2 separate regions of the Cricetulus griseus genome follow, and region 2 is linked to region 1. A link is a contact called in public Hi-C data. All regions are on one chromosome and are shown on one strand. The core of a region is the stretch at or near the end of the contact, and the rest is flanking DNA. Distances in the headings are between cores, read along the strand shown.

Region 1 (7,920 bases), core at 3,991-6,490:
TCTGTAGGAGTCTTAAGTCTGGCTTCTGTTTTAAAAGAATACATGAGTCGTTCTGGTCTCTTTCCTTGTTCCAAATGCCAGAGCAGGGATATCTAGTGCTTACACATAAACACTGGCTGTTTTCTTGGTGTGTACTGTCTTGTAGCCTCTCGAAAGTTTTCCAGGCAGTTCTTTGCAAGTGAATAGCACACATGGTGCCTGGTTTTACCACCTTCCTTTGCCCCCCCCCTGATGGGGCCACTGCTAAATCGGCCTCCTAACCCCTTAAGTATCTTAAGCTCCTGTGACTCTTGACTAGCAACTTCCATTGTTGGGGGGAAGGAGGGAGCTTCAAGGCAGACCCTCTGAGGTTTTCTCAGAGACACAAGGAGATATGGCTGATGGGGTGTGTGTGTACTGTTGAGTTACACCAAAAGTGGACCTTTATCAGTTTTCATACACACCCTGTTAGACACCTAACTATTCTACTCATAGAAGCCTTAGATCTACAATTTAGCTATGCAAATTATTTTTAATAATTGGAAAATAGCAGTTCCAACCAGTGCTTTCTCTGTGAAATGTAGCCCAAGAATGGATAGTCAAGACATTTGAATTGGAGTGAGCTCTTAGGTTGAGGCTGGTGCAGTGGGAGCGAGCTAGTCCAGATCTCCATAATTTGAAGAATACACACAGAACTTGGGTTACATGGATGCCTCTCAGACCTTGGAACACTGAGCTCCCAGAGTTGTGTGTGTGTCTTGTGTCAAGTGTGTCTGTGTTTATGTCTGTGTCTGTGTGTTACATGGATGACTCTCAGACTTTGGAACACTTAAGTTCCCAGAGTTGTGTGTCTGTGTTTGTCTGTGTGTGTGTGTGTGTGTGTGTGTGTGTGTGTGTGTGTGTGTGTGTTACATGGATGCCTCTCAGACCTTGAACACTGAGCTCCGGACTTGTGGGTCTGTATGTATGCCCCGATAGCCAGGGAAATGGGTGATTCTGTGTTCACAGATAGAAAATCACTAGAAATTATTTCAGTAGGGAACCAAAACCAGTCGGTTTTTAAGCTGCCCAGAAGTAAATGGGCATTCTGAGAGGTAGCATGTATCTGCTCTACATGTTGTCATTCCAGGGCTTGGCACTCATATCAGCCTAGCCGAGGCTAACTCTTGGCAAGGCTCCTGGTTAAAGAAGGCTTTTGTGATATTGTGCAGCTTCTATTGTGTAGGGGTGGGAGGGAGATCATGGGAGATTGAATTGCCTACTAATCCCATGGGCTTAGGCACCAGTACCTCCCACCCAACAAACCTAAAACACCTGGCTTTTCCTGTAGGCTGGTGGGGAAATGTGCATGCACACAGAGCAGGAAACTTACAGATCATACTATACTGAGATTGGAAACACTTGGTATAAGTGGGCAGGAAGATGAGCTTGGTCTACATACAAAGTGAGACCCTGGGGAAAGGCAGACAAAGGCAGGCTCATGTATTTTCTTTCACTTTCTATTTGTCTTTCATGGAATGTTTTTAAGGATCTCTCAAGTCTAATCACTCTGATGGATTCTAGATTCTTATTCTAGGGAACACTACTAAGTGACGCAAGATGACTCTTGAGACACTTGAGTCCCTTTTCTTCTGTCTCTGGGTCAGATCCTTCTTGATGGCTTATCTCTGAAGTCCTCACCCCTTTAAGTTAGCTACTTAAGTATATTGTTTCCTGGCTTAAAGATACTTCTGTCTGGTCCTTTTCTAGGAATCAATGTGTAGATTATATGTTTGTGACTTACAACTAAAAACGAAGTTCCCCACTCTGGGAGCATGAAGCCCAAAGAGCTTCATGCTCTTTGCTAATAAGTTGAAACAAAGCATCAGCCATTTAGATGGGAGTGCTGGTAGCAAGCAGTCAGTATCTTTAAGCCTGACATTCATTGCTCTGGAACTGAGTCCTTCTCCCACGGGGGAAGGTTTTCTGGAGGCTTTACATTCCTTGTTCCTAGATAGACTCTTGTTCCCCACTTCCCTATGGTTTCTACATGACCATGAGCCATGGCTTTCTGTGCATTCAACTAGGTTGCTCTCTCCGCACCACAGCTGCTGAGAGAAGTCACCCTTCCCCCAAAGGATGACTGTGGCTTCTCTGCTGACTAATTCCCAGGAAATCAGCACCTCAAGGCCGGTCTGAAAATGCTGTGCTGCCCACTGCTCACTGGCAGATTCAGTTTCCTTTCCACGGACTCTTCTGCCCCTGTGCATTCAAATTGCTGTAATCCCTCGATGTCTGTTCTGTGCCTCTAGCTTGGCTGTAGGCCTTTACGAGTACCTGAGTCCTATAATGATGAACTAAGCAGGCAGTGTCCACCCTCTTTGCTTTTCAGGGACCCAAATCTGCGCCTTTCCCCTGCCATGAGTCTGTTTGCTGTAGTCATCTAGTGTGCTGGGGAGAGATAGCCAGGCAGGCTGCATAATCTCCAGTGTAGAGGGCTGAGGGAGGCTTGGGCACTCTGCTACCACTACTAAGATATGTTCAGACGAGAGGGGACCTCATACTGTGACCTGACCCAGGACCCTCCCTGGAAGAGAGTTCAGCCCAGCTGTGTTTGAGTGAGTGTGTGTATGTGTTTGCATGTGTGTGCTCATGTGCACTGTGGTGTAAAATGACTGTTATCTGGTTGTGTAACTCAGGGTAGGCTGGGGACTCACCAGAAGAATCCCTCCAGCCTGCCCATGACAGGTTTTTCCCTTGTACCCTCTTCAGAGGGGTCAGAGAGAGGGTCCAGGTGGGTTGAAGGGGTTGCAATGGATAACCACTAAGGCCACACTGCTACCAGAGGAGTTGGGGGAGAGGGGAGGAGATGAGGATGCCCCAAGGCCCTGGTATCTGGCTTTAGTTTTCTGTCTTCTTTGCTCAGGACGCCCCAGAAGGCCCAGGACCTATGCCTGGCTTAGAGGACCATCTGTGGCTGGGTGATCCAGCTGCTGGTGTGATCATGGGCTTCCCTCTCTCTCAGTAGGGCAGGCAACTTCTGCCCCAGAGACTGGGCAACTGGCTGTTTCTATGACGTATTTATTTTTACTTGTGTTTCATGTCACTTTTTTAAAAAAGCAAACAGAACAATTGTAAGTCAGTATAACTGCCTATCAGTTTTCTTTATTTCTCTTTTTGTAAAATAAAATTTAAACTCAAGACGTTGTTGTTTGATCAAGAAATGGGACAGCAGCTTAGCTGGGTGATAATGGAAGGAATATAACAGAGCAGCGGGCACTTGGACAGCACATGGAGATAGGATAGGCTGCTAGCAAGTCCTGTTGACTTTTCCCGCTTTTGCACACCAAAGAGGGTTGAATGCTGCATTTCCAGCTCTTGGCAGAACAAAGAAGCTGCCTTGGAGTTGCTGAAGCTAGGTAGTTCTCACCTGTGGAACATCCTGCAGAGTCAGCCTTTTCTAGGCCAAGTGGCTTCAGTCCTTCAGACGTGGGGCTGGCGGTTGTGGGAAGCATTGCATGAATATTCTCTGGCTGAGTTAGAGGAGCTCTGACAGGTTTTGGAATAGGAAGTGGGGAGTAAAGGAACAGTTCCATCTAACCCCATCAGCTTAATTACTTTAAGAAAAGCAACCCTGAGGAGATATTCTTGGGCAATTTGCACAGAACTAAAGAGCCTCAGTTGGTGATTCCTGGGAAAGAGGAAAGGCAAGTCTGGGCTTACAGTAAGGGAATATGAGCTATTGGGAGAGGACTGGGAGAAGGTGAGCAGAGCAGATCTCAGACCTGTCAGGAGTGTAGAAAGGATCTTGCAAAGGAGTCTGTTGCCCCCTAGTGGCCACCTGATAGTTGGCATTATTGGAAACACTGGGAGGCTGATTCCCAGCTGCAGGCCAACTCTCCTGCAATGCTGAAACTCCTAAGGCACACCTGGGAGCTCCCAACCAGGCTCAAGGGAGTGAGCAGAGAGAACAAGATTTGGAAAGGGTGTCTCCCGACAGTGATTTCCTGACAGTCCAATCAGCTTCTGAGAAACAATTAATCACGTGCCCTGAAGACAAAGGCTGTCTGTCTGTCCCTGAGCCTAGGCCATGCACCCTTCTTGTGTCTCAAGGACCGTATCTAGGGTATAGTCCATCTGCCCGAAGCAGCCAATCACTACCATGTTTGATGTTTACATCTACAATGACCTTGCTTGCTGGCCCTACCCTGGAGACTTTTCAATAGCCAGCTGCGTATTCTGTCAGACTGTCCAGCACTGGGACGGACTTCATGGATGAGGTCAAGAGTACTTGTTGCCTCATGGCTGCTGACTTTTTCCGAAGTCATCCTTCTGATACACTCTTTGGGGTGATCATCTCTCCAAATAACAGCCTTGTCAGAAGCATCAGGGTAGTCCTTGGACCAGCCTGTCTTGCAGCAAAATTTATGAACAGCCAAGTTTACAAGCATAGTTACCTCCCTCACCTCCACCATAAATCTGGGCGTCTTAGTGGGAGCCCTTCGCACAGCTCTCTGAGGTTTACAAGCCAGCAGATACTAACTCAAGATTGAACCTGTCTGGAAGGAGCTTGCGCTTAGCTTAGGAGAAGCCACATCCAGGGCACTGAAGTAGAAGCTTGGGAGAAAGGCTTTCTCTTCCCTGGAGTGAACGTCTGGAGTCTTTGGTTTGGTTCACTCATTGTTTCCAGCTCCTGGAACTGTCCTGATAGGAAGTGGCACTTAATAAATTTTGGATGGCGGAATGGTCACTCATCGAAGAGCTGATGGGTAGGTGAGTGGAGACACCGACATGTGCACTCTCCAGAGGTTATCCAAAGCTTGTTTAGACCAGGCTGGGATTCAGCTTCCTTAGCTGTAAAACCTGAGCAAGCGGCCCGACCCGGCTGGGTCCACAGACCTTTCATGAGGCCTCAGTGAGAGAAGTTGTCAAGTGTTAGAGTGGTACAATTGCTAGAAGGCCGACATTGCTGAGGCTGATTCTCCCTAAAACGCACAAACACTATCCAGTCCCGTCCTGACTTCTGGGCTTCTAGGGCAGGCAAACAGGTTGACTTGGCCGGTGCTTGGAGCTAGCGGTCGCCGCTGCGTTTTCCCATCCCACCCGGTCGGCCCGGGTACCTTGGGCTACTACTGATTGTTGCTAGATCACCTTCCGGAGTTCCGGTATGTTGGAGGTGAGAATGCGCGTCGTGGGCGCTGTCCCAGCCAGGTGGGGGGGGGGGGAGGGGCGTGCACGTTACCAGGGAGACGGGGCGGGGCGGGCCTCCAAGCCTGGGGCGCACGCGCCCACAGCCACGGCCACGTCCCGCGGCGAGTGGGGCGGAGCGAGCGTGAGGGGCAAGCGCGCGGAAGCTCCGCGACTGAGCCCTCGCCTCCTCCGGCGCCGGTCCGCGTCCGCGGGGCCGCTGCTGAGGTGAGGGCGGGGCCGGAGGCGAGGCCTTCGTTCCCGTCGGGGTGTGGGCCGGGGTTCTCCTCATCCCCCTCCCGCCTGGGTCCCGCGGCCCGAGCCGCCCTCTGCCCCGGCTCTGGCCCACAGCCGGCCCGGCCTGGTTCTCGGGGCCCCAAAGCGACGGTGAGGCGGTCCTGACCTCTCGGTGCGGCCCGCTGCCTCGGCCTTGGGTGCGGGCACGCCCCGGGTCAGCGGGACTAGGGGGACGGGACGGGGCGGGGCGGGGCTCACCGTTCAGCTCCGGCTTCCCGGGGCCGCGCGCCTCGTCGCGACGACAAACTTTAGCGTCTCAGAAGTTGCAGAGGTGTGCGCGAGGCCGTGCGGCGAGCCGTGCGGGGACTGGAAGCCGAGGGCGCAAAGCGGCGCCCTCCCTGGCTCCTAGCGCCCAAGTTCGCTGGCGCAGGTCCCTTTAAGGGCCGGGCCCTCCGCAGAGCGCACGTGAGCGGCCTCAGGAAGCCTGCGTCTAGCCGCAGCTCCGACGCTTTCGGGCCAAGGAAGGCATCTGCCCTGGACCTCTGACGTTAGTGGAAACTGAGGCCCAAGAGAGGGCACACACTGCCCAAGGTCAGCAGCAGGGACTCCGTTGACGCCAAGTGTGGTAGATGGGCCCAGTGAAGAGCCCAGACATGACGTTGTGAGGCTGGGTTTGGCCTGATTTCCCCTCCGGGTCTGAGGGTGGGGTCGGCTCGCTCGTAGACAGTCCTGTCCAGTGGGCTTTCACCGGAAAAGGGATTGCTCAGGGCCTGGTGTCCCGCTTTGCTCACTGCCTGTGTCTAGGGCTGTTGACTGTTCCTTTCTGTTTCCTACCCTCCAGCGCCGGGAGTCCTGGAGCCCTGCTGTACTGGATGCTATGAGTTGCTAAAAGTGAGCCTGGCTTTTTAGGTGAGCCCCTCAACACCTTGTCCTTGTCTTTCCCTACTGGCTGTGGGGAAATCTGCCTTGCTTCTCCATCCTAGGCTGACCAAAGCTATGGGAGTGGGCAGAAACATACCCCCTCTTTACCGAGCAGTTTGAGAAGTGGAAGGAAGAGCAGGGTTGGGCGCTAAGTTCCCTTAAAACAGAAGTGTGTGGCAGTGCTTGTCACTCCCAAGGCAGGTTGTGGCCTAGATGCTGAGAGCTTCTAGCCGTGAGTTCAGCAAGGTCCAACATGGATGGAACGCGTTTCTGGAAGCCAGAGGAGAGAAACAATGGCAGTGGACTGGAGTCTGACCATTAGGGCTCCTGTTGCCTGTGTTTGGGTCCAGGTGGCTCTGTGCAGCACCTGTGTGACCTTGGACATGCGTCGTGACCTCCAGCCACTTCTTCCCTGGTGTGTACCTACTTTACTGGCTTCTTTTGAGGATTGGTGAAGCAGCTGGGGCTCAACATTCAGACAGTGCCTAGGATAAAGTAAGTACGGGGTGGAAGCGCTGTTATCGTCATTATCAAAAAAGAAGAATGAAGCTAACTGGAGGCAGGGTTGAGCAGCACAGAATGCAAACAGAAGATAATGGCTCTTACAGGCAGGAGTACAGGATGCACGAGGAGACCAGTGGGAGGCACCTCAGTGTCCTGACACCAGAGTTCAGAAATATTCTTGGCCTCTTTGTAAGGCCGGTTCTGCCTGCTCATTGACTCCAGAAACAGATTTTTAGCATATGTTAGTTACACTCACAACGTTCAGGGAACAAACCATGGAGCTAAATTTTCTATAGGGATAAAGCATCATTTTTTTCAGCTCTGAAATCATTTACTTTTTAAATAGGAATTTTTTTTAAATTTAATTTCTTAAGTGTGTGGATGTTTTGCCTGCATATATGTATCTGTGTATCACTTGGATGCCTGATGCCTGTGGAGACTAAATGAGGGTGTTGGATCCTCTGGGACTGGAGTTACAGACAGTTGTTAGCCTTCCTGTGTGTGCTAGGAATTGAACCTGAGTCCTCTGGAAAAGCAGCCAGTGTTGTTAACTGCTGAGCCATCATCTCTCCAGCCCTTTAAAACACCATGTGGATGGTGTGCAGGATAACTGAAGGGAGTTGGTTCTCTACTTTCATCATGTGGGTTCTGGGGATTGAACTCAGGTTGTCAGGCTTAGCAGCAAGTGTCTTTACCCACTGAGCCCTCTCACTGACCATTAAATAATAAGAATTTCAAATAACTAGAGTGGAACTGTTTCCCTAGTAAAGTTCATGTTTCTCTTTTTTTTTTTTTTTTTAACTGTTGTTCTATGTGCTGTGATCCCTGGGCTACTCAAATGAAGCCAACTGTAAGAGTCTGCCTAGAACATTCAACACAGTCTTCTGTGTTGATGCTGGGTTTATTCCTGTAGACCTATCTATTAGGAATAACTCCTACTTTTTCCCCTTTTGTGTTTCCACTTCTAACAGCCTTTTTTTTTTTTCTTATTTATTTGTTTCTAATCTTTGCGGGCTGGCAAAAGTGGAATAAAGCTGTTTAGCATTTGGTGGTTCATGTCTTGGAAACATTGGACTTTGTTCTGGCCTCTCAGGCTGTTTTGATCTTGTCTCC
Region 2 (7,920 bases), core at 2,872-5,371, 130 kb before region 1:
TGCCAGGCAGTGGTGGCGCACACATTTAGTCCCAGCACTCAGGAGGCAGAGGCAGGCAGATCTCTGAGAGTTCAAGACCAGCCTGGTCTACAAGAGCTAGTTCCAGGACAGCCTCCAAAGCCAGAGAAACCTTGTTTCGAAAAACCAAGAGTTGTAGCAGTCATGGTGTCTCTTCACGGCAATAGAAACCCTAAGACACTCATGTAACCCAAGGTTTGCTGGGTTGTTTGTTTGTTTGTTTTGAGACAGTGTCACTATGTAACTTGGGCTTGAACTCAAATTCATGATTGTTCAGCTTCAAGTTACATGAGTATTTAGATTACAAGCGTGCACCACCATACCTACTACATTAACATACTATTTTCAAGGTTCTTCCACATATTAGCACAATTTAAAGAAAAAAAAAAGTTTTTAGCACTCGGGAGGCAGAGGCAGGTGGATCTCTGTGAGTACGAGACCAGCCTGGTCTATAAGAGCTAGTTCCAGGACAGCCTCCAAAGCCACAGAGAAACCCTGTCTAGAAAAACCAAAAAAAAAAAAAAAAAAAAAAAAAAAAAAAAAAAAAAAAAAAAAAAAAAAAGTTTTTAAAAGCACAAGAAAATAGCTGGGGCCAGATGGTAGTGGTGCACACCTCTAATCCCAGCACTTGGGAAGCAGAGTCCTCTAAGCCACACTCTCTGTGATTGTCCATCTTCTCTCCACTCGAACACAGAGATGGAGACTGGCCTAGGGGCTTGGAAAATCCAGGCAAGGCTGGAACAGCTCATTTCCTGCATGAGGAAAATGCAGTCAAGCCCAGACCTCCTTTCTACCCCATTCCCCAACTGTCATTAAAGGCACATGCCTTTAATCCCAGCACTTAGAAGGCAGAGGCAAACAGATCTCTGTGAGTTTGAGGCTAGCCTGGTCTACAAGAGCTAGCGCTAGGACAGGCTCTAAAGCTACATAGAGAAACCCTGTCTTAAAAAAAGAAAACAGGGAGTGGACATGACACATGCCTTTAATCCCAGCACTTGGGAGTTCAAGACCAGCCTGGTCTATACAGCAAGTTCCAGGACAACAAAGAAACACCCTGTATGTGTGTGTGGAGGGGGTATAGAATGAAGGGGAATTCAAGGACATTATAACAGTAAAATTTTAGAATTCAACTTAGAAACACACACAAGGTTGCAGATCCAGGACAGTGGTAGAGCATTTGCATGTTATTATAAAACCCTAGGTCTGAATTCTACCTTATATTAAATAAAAGCCAGTCTGGTGATAGTGCATGTCTTTAATACCAGCATAGGCAGGCAAATCTGAGTTTGAGGCCAGTCTGGTATAGAGTGAGTTACAGGACAGCCAGGACTACACAGAGAGAAACAATGTCTTGAAAAAACAGCCAGGAGGTGGTGGTGCATGCCTTTAATCCCAGCACTCCATAGGCAGATCAAGTTTGATCTCTGATTTCGAGGCCAGCCTGGTCCATAGAGCACTTCCAAGACAACCAGGGCTATACAGAGAAACCCTGTCCTGATCAACTTTTTTTTTAATGTGCATTGGTGTTCTTGTCTGCGTAAGGGTATCGGGTACCCTGGAACCGGAGTTACAGACAGTTGTGCGCTGCCATGTGGTTGTTAAGAAAGAACCCAGGTCCTCTGGAAGAAAAGCCAATGCTCTGAACCACTGAGCCATCTCTCCAGCCCCAAAACCCTGTCTTGAAAAACAAACAAAAAGATAATGTGCCAAAGAATTTAGAAGTGATGTGCCTACAACCTGAAGTAATTCCACAAAATAAACACAGAGACAGAATATACAACAAAGCGGTTAACTGGTGAAACTAAAGATAATCACTTCATTTAGCTTTTCTACCGAAAGGGATTTTTGGTAAGATCCTGACTCAAAAATCAAGCTGGGCCGGGTGGTGGTGGCGCATGCCTTTAATCCCAGTACTTGGGAGGCAGAGGCAGAGGCAGAGGCAGGCGGATCTCTGTGAGTTTGAGTCCAGCCTGGTCTACAAGAGCTAGTTCCAGGACAGCCTCCAAAGTCACAGAGAAACCCTGCCTTGAAATCCCCCCCAAAAAGAAAAATAGGTTCTATTCTACACTATACTTAATAGAAGATTCAGCAAAACTGTCCCCAAATATAAGATAAAGTCTGTTAAAATAGATCCTGTGCCACGAAGAAAAAGAGGGAAGACAGCACTCCTTCAGGAAAGTTGCAACCCTTACTTAAAAGAAGTAAAAGGTGTAGGTAAATGATAAGGCCTGTCCCTGAGACTCTAAATTCAATTCCTAGCACAAAGAAAGAAGGAAGGGAGGGAGGGAGGGAGGGAGACAGGCAGGTCAACTTGAGCTTGTGGTGCACACGTGTATCACAGAACTTATAAAGCTGAATGAGGCACATTCACAAGTCTGAGACCAGCCTGGGTTACAGAGACTCTATTTCAAAAGCCATAAGGGAGGAAGAGAGCCCTGGGTCAATCCCCAACACCACAGGAGAAAGGGGAGAAATTCCGAATTTACAGCTTCAAGCAAAACCTTAACACTATGACACATAATCACATAACTATTACTGTCCTGTGTACTTTATGAAAACAACAGTAGTTATAAACCAACTCCAATCACTTCAATTTAACATGGAGCTCGTTTTATTACATTTTATTAAATTTAATAACTGAACAAGACAATGTAAATAAAATGTTATGCTCAAGAAATGTGTAAAATTTCCTCATATTACCTTAACACCCAAAAATATACCCCTACTCGAAAACTGTTAATGAAAAACTGCTATATACAAACACAAATCTTGACATCTGGAAGAAATATACTGTATCAACTCCTAAAGTCAAAACAGGTTTATAAAAGCCTTAAAGGTAAATGCCAGGAAACACGGGCGGAGGGGGTGGGGGGAAGCCTTCAAGTGATGCTACCAATGAACCTCTCCAACTACAGCATTAACAAAGGGCTTGCAACAGGATGATAGTGCTACAATAAATTAATAATTAAAACACGCAGAATAGTTAAAAGGCTTCACAGGAAAGAGATACAAGAAACTGGCAGACGGGGGCGTTAATAGTGCACTGGGGGGGGGAGGCAGAGGCAGGCAAATCTCCGAGTTTGAGGCCACCCTGGTCTACAGAGCCAGTTCCAGGAAGAAGAGAAAGAGAGCCAGGAGTGGGGGAGACAGACAGAGGGGGGCAACAGGAGGCAGACAAAAACGAGTGGTAGTCATTTATTCAAAACTCTAAGAGTTAATTCCTCAACAAATGGAAAAAACAAAGAGCTATCACTGCAGTAAGAGCAAACAGACCGACACCTTCTAGAAACAGGACAGAGCATGGCAAACGGCCCGCCCACCAGAAAACAACTAAGAGCCCTGGGTACGAGCTCCCAAGAAGCCTGGCAGGCAACCTTAGGTCGGCACCCACACACCTCTCTGCCCCTCGGCTCACCACTGCATGGTAGGAGTAGGAGGGGCTCCCGGAAAGCTCCTCCCCCTAGCCCTGTCCAAGAGCAGGGCGGGTGCAAGTGGGAGGTGGCACGAAGCCGGAGGAGGGGAAAGCCCGCCCAGGTGACTGAAGCCGGAGGCGGGGACACAGTCCGGGAAGGGGTCCACCGTGCGGCAGGGGAGAGGGAGCCCCTCGGCTCGTCAGAGACTCGGAGCGGACCAGAGAAAATGAAAGAGCACCTCCTTCAGGTAGAGGCGGGCACATCCCTGCCCCCCACTCCGGGCGGAAGAGTTACTCTAAGGAAGCTTCTTTGGAAGACTGGAGGAAGAGCCTGAGGCCCCGCCCCCGGGCCAGGGATCAGGAGGAGGAAAGTCCTGTCAGGCCCCAGGCCCAGCCTCCCGGGTGGTCCCGCCCGCCCCCTCGCCGCCGCCGGCAGCCGAAGCAGGTGCCGCCCCTCCCCCAGCGAGGCGCCCACTCTCCCGCCCAGCCGGCCGCGCGCTCGCTCTCCTCGCGCTCCCCACAGAGAGTCGGCTCCTTCCTGTCCCCGCTTACCTTCGCGGGCGGCTCCGCCGCTTCTCCCCGCACCCCTCCAGCGGCCACAGTTCACACACACCGCCTCTGGTCCCGCACTCACTCTCCCTCACTCACACACACAGCGCGACCACGGCTCCTGAGCGGCCCACATATTATGCGTCACTCGCATGTTACGTGCAGTGCGCGCGCGCGCGCGCTTGGCGCGAGGCTCGCGAGCTGGGAGGCGGGGGGAGAACGTCGGCGCGAGCGGAGGAACATCATAGGGCTCCTGGGAAATGAAGTTCCGCTTTTAAGGGCGGGAAGGGCGGGGGGATAGAAAGACCAGAAAGCACCTCCCCAGCGCATTGGCTTCTGGGATCCGTAGTTTTCTGTATTATACGTAAATTGCTGTGTATTTATTGGCTGTTTCCAAAAGCGGAAGCGAAAAGTGAAGGAAGGAATCGATCTTTCTAAAGCCCGGCAGACTACCGCTGCCTGATAACTTTGCCAATACGTAATTCTACCCTGTGTAATCGGTAAGGCTCAGTAGTACTGGTATTGACACATAAGCCTTATAATATGCCAAAAATGAATCTCGCACAAATGTATCAAAAGTTGCAGTACTCATTAATAAGAAACTCACTGGTTTTCCTTTGTCTTTCTGTTCAAAACATACTCGGCAAGAATCAAAACAGCATTCGTTGCTACGTATTTTATGTGAGGAAGAAAAATTAAAAAAAAAAAAAAGTCTTCAGCCAAGACTTGACTAACCACAGAGGTCATCTAATTCAATTTCTTAATTTTAAAGTTGAGGAAAGTGAAACCCAGAGTAAATGACTCGCCTAATATCACCAACCAAAGTGAAGAAGCATCAGGGGATCTGACTTTGACCCACAGATCCTATGTGAGGGCATGAAAGATAAACTCCACAATTGAGCAGAATCTTGACAAGACCTACCCAGACGTCAGGCCTGATGCAACTCATTATTGCTCTTGGAATTCTGAGTGTGTTCTGTGCGTTTCCATAGAGTTCTCGCAGTCAATACTTTCACATGGAGATTGTAAGACACTGTGGACCTATTGTTGTGAACAGATTCTATGGCTGTTAAGCCAGTATCAGCCAGGCAGTAGTGGCATTTGTGAGTTCAGGGCCAGCCTGGGCTACAGAGCAAGTTCCAGGACAGCCAGAGCCAGGGCTACACAGAGAAACCCTGTCTTGGGGGGAGGGAGGGAGGGAGGGAGGAAAGAGAAGAAGCCAGTATCCCAGATTTCAAACTCAAGTCCACCACCACCCTATCCCACCCACCTGAGTTCTCCCCCTTACTTGTGTAGCTTAGAGTAACAAGCAGCTAAAAGTAAAAATTCTAGAGGGTGATGGCAGTGCCACAGGCATGTAGCATGTCTTCAGTCACTCCTCTTGCCACAGAACAGCTTTCCCCTGTGCTTCTGAAATCTCTGGTCTCTTGCTGTGATGACCATTATCATTCAATTTGTCTTTACAGCAGGCCTGGCTTGCATCAAGACCAGGGCAGGTAATGCCAGCCAACTTTATGGAGGAGAAATCTGAAGGAGTAAGGTTGAATCAAGATACTGAGTTTTGTTGGACATGATGTCACATGCCTTTAATCCCAGTACTCATGAGGTTAAGGCAAATGAATCCCTGAGTTAGATATCATCCTGACCTGCACATCGAGTTCTAGGATAGCCAGAGCTACATAATAGAGAGACCCTGTCTTGAATGACAAGACAAGTGAACAAAAGATACAGATTTGGGGGCTGGAGAATGGCTCCACAATTAAGAGCACTTCTCTTCCAGAGGACCAGGATTTGATTCCCAGTATCCACATGGCAGCTCACAGATCCAGGGGATCAGATGCCCTCTTTTGGCCTCTGGATATCATGCGTGCTTGTGGTGCACCAACACACAGACAAAACACTTATACACATAAATCTTTAAATTTCTTTTTTTTTCTTTGTATTTTTTTTTCAAGACAGGGTCTCACTATGTAGCTGTAGCTGAACTGGACCTCCCTATGTAGACCAGCTCTGACTTCAAAATCAGAGATCCACTTGCTTCTGCCTTCTAAGTGCTGGGATTAAAGGCTTGTGCCACTGTGCCTAGCTAAATTCTTATTTAAAAAAAAAAAAGACAGTCTGGGAGTGGTGGCACACGCCTTTAATCCCAGCACTCGGGAGGTAGAAGCAGGCAGACCTTTGTGCCAGCTGATCTACGACGTGAGTTCCAGGACAGCCAGAGCTGCTAACACCGAGAAACCCTGTCTCAAAAAACAAACAAACAAAGACATGGAGTTCACAATACCTACAATACTACTTGAGGCAGCTTTCCTGCCCTACCTCCCTGGGCTTTGAACCCAAAATGTACAGGGATGGATCCCCTAGGTATCCTCCCCTAATACCTTGGATACCTTTGGTCACCTCTAAGAGCCCTTGTGAGAACCCAAAAGTAAACTTTCAAAGTCACTGCCTTATTCTGTCACCAGATGGCACTATTCCACTTTAGGAACCCAGTGTAGGGAGCACTGGGTTGGTGGTGGTCCTAAGGGGCATCTAGGGGAGAACTGGGGGAAGCTAGAGTCTGGGACACTGGAGAAGTACAGCAGTACAGGGTCTGCCTAGGAGCAACTCCCTCAAGATTGTCCACCCTAAACTAGTGATTGTGGTGATAGCTTGCTTGTACAGATAAAGGCTGTCTGAAGGTCAGAGAATGGAGTTTGCCACTAGCTAACCAGAGAGGTCTTGGAGGTCTGTATAGACAGGAAGTGAGGTACTGCATGCCTATAATCCCAGTACTTTGAGTTGAGAGATAGGGATCAGAAGTTCAAGATCATCCTCAGCTACCTAACATGTTTGAGGCAAACCTAAGACACATGAGACCTTGTCTCCCAAGAAAATACCAAAATCTCTACCCTGTAACTACCGCAGCCCTCCTTCCCCTACTGCAAACACCAGGTAAACACACAGTCACATGCCTGCAAGCACTCCAGACTCCCATCCTGGGAGGAGCAATGAGGTGGCACCCAGGCTTCCCTAGCTACATATCCCTAGGTGAGCATTGGCATAGTTCAGAGAAAGGGTGTTACCTATATTGCCATTTGCAAAAGCATGTGCATCTGTGTATTGGGCGCCAGTGTTTACTGTCAACATTTTCACACCTAAGCGCATCTGAACACAAAACCACAGATAGTCCAGGCCTGAATACCTAGCTTGATTCTGACACATTGATTCTGAATTCTTAAAGAATTGTTCTGGTTCATTTGTTTATTTTTGCTTCTTTGGTAGAATATCTGTGGGCTTTGTCCTACCCTCCTCTACACATTCCTTCCTACCTTGTGGTACAACTAAGACAGAAACCCCGAGCCTGGCAGTGGTAGTGCACAGCTTTAATCCCAGCACTCAGGAGGCAAAGACAGGTAGATCTCTGTTGAGTTTGAGGCCAGCCTGATCTACAGAGCAAGTCCTTGAACATCCAAGTCCACACAAAGAAACCCTATCTCAAAAAAAAAAAAAAAAAAACACAAGAAAGAATAGGAGGAAGTGGAGGAGACCCACAGCTGAAAGAGGGAGGAATCATACAGAGCTCCCCAGAATCCGAACAGGGCAAGAGGAGCTCCAGCTCTGTCCCCAGAATCAAGGGTTACAGTCTTAGACATAATCTACCTCTCCCTGTCCTAAGCATGCTCATTATGTATACGAAAATTCACAGAAGCAAGTCCTCTGGGCCTCAAGCCCCAGCTCCTTCTATAATTACTTTTCTCCAAGTGCCCCCTCTCTAGGTTCATTGCACCCAGGTGTTTCTCCCCTGGTGCCACCCAATACCTCCTGCTTTCTTCTGCAATTCACTAAGGCTAGAAGATGAGCCTCATATCCCCTTATGATCCCCTGTTAACTGAACAAAACTAAACTACCACTGCCACAGATGTCACTGAGACTAGTAGTAGTGCCACCAGGTGCTGGGG

Evidence for each region. Hi-C and Micro-C count contacts between places; a contact is called where the count stands out from the background.
Region 2: a contact with region 1 is called in a Hi-C map of the CHO-K1 cell line, with 6 times the contacts expected there. The contact joins the promoter of Dcaf1 here to the promoter of Tex264 in region 1. A contact is called at or near these places in 6 of 8 Hi-C or Micro-C datasets (the CHK-Q cell line, the CHL-YN cell line, the CHO-K1 cell line and 2 more).

What each region holds. Positions count from the first base shown.
Region 1 is chr4:214,907,614-214,915,533 of CriGri-PICRH-1.0, reverse strand. Tex264 (testis-expressed protein 264) reads left to right here and starts at 5,240. Exons shown (of 6, transcript XM_027414424.2): 1 at 5,240-5,373; 2 at 6,224-6,291. Rad54l2 (helicase ARIP4) reads left to right here. Exons shown (of 22, transcript XM_035443923.1): 22 at 1-3,159.
Region 2 is chr4:215,036,083-215,044,002 of CriGri-PICRH-1.0, reverse strand. Dcaf1 (DDB1- and CUL4-associated factor 1) reads right to left here and starts at 4,121. Exons shown (of 24, transcript XM_027414430.2): 1 at 3,983-4,121.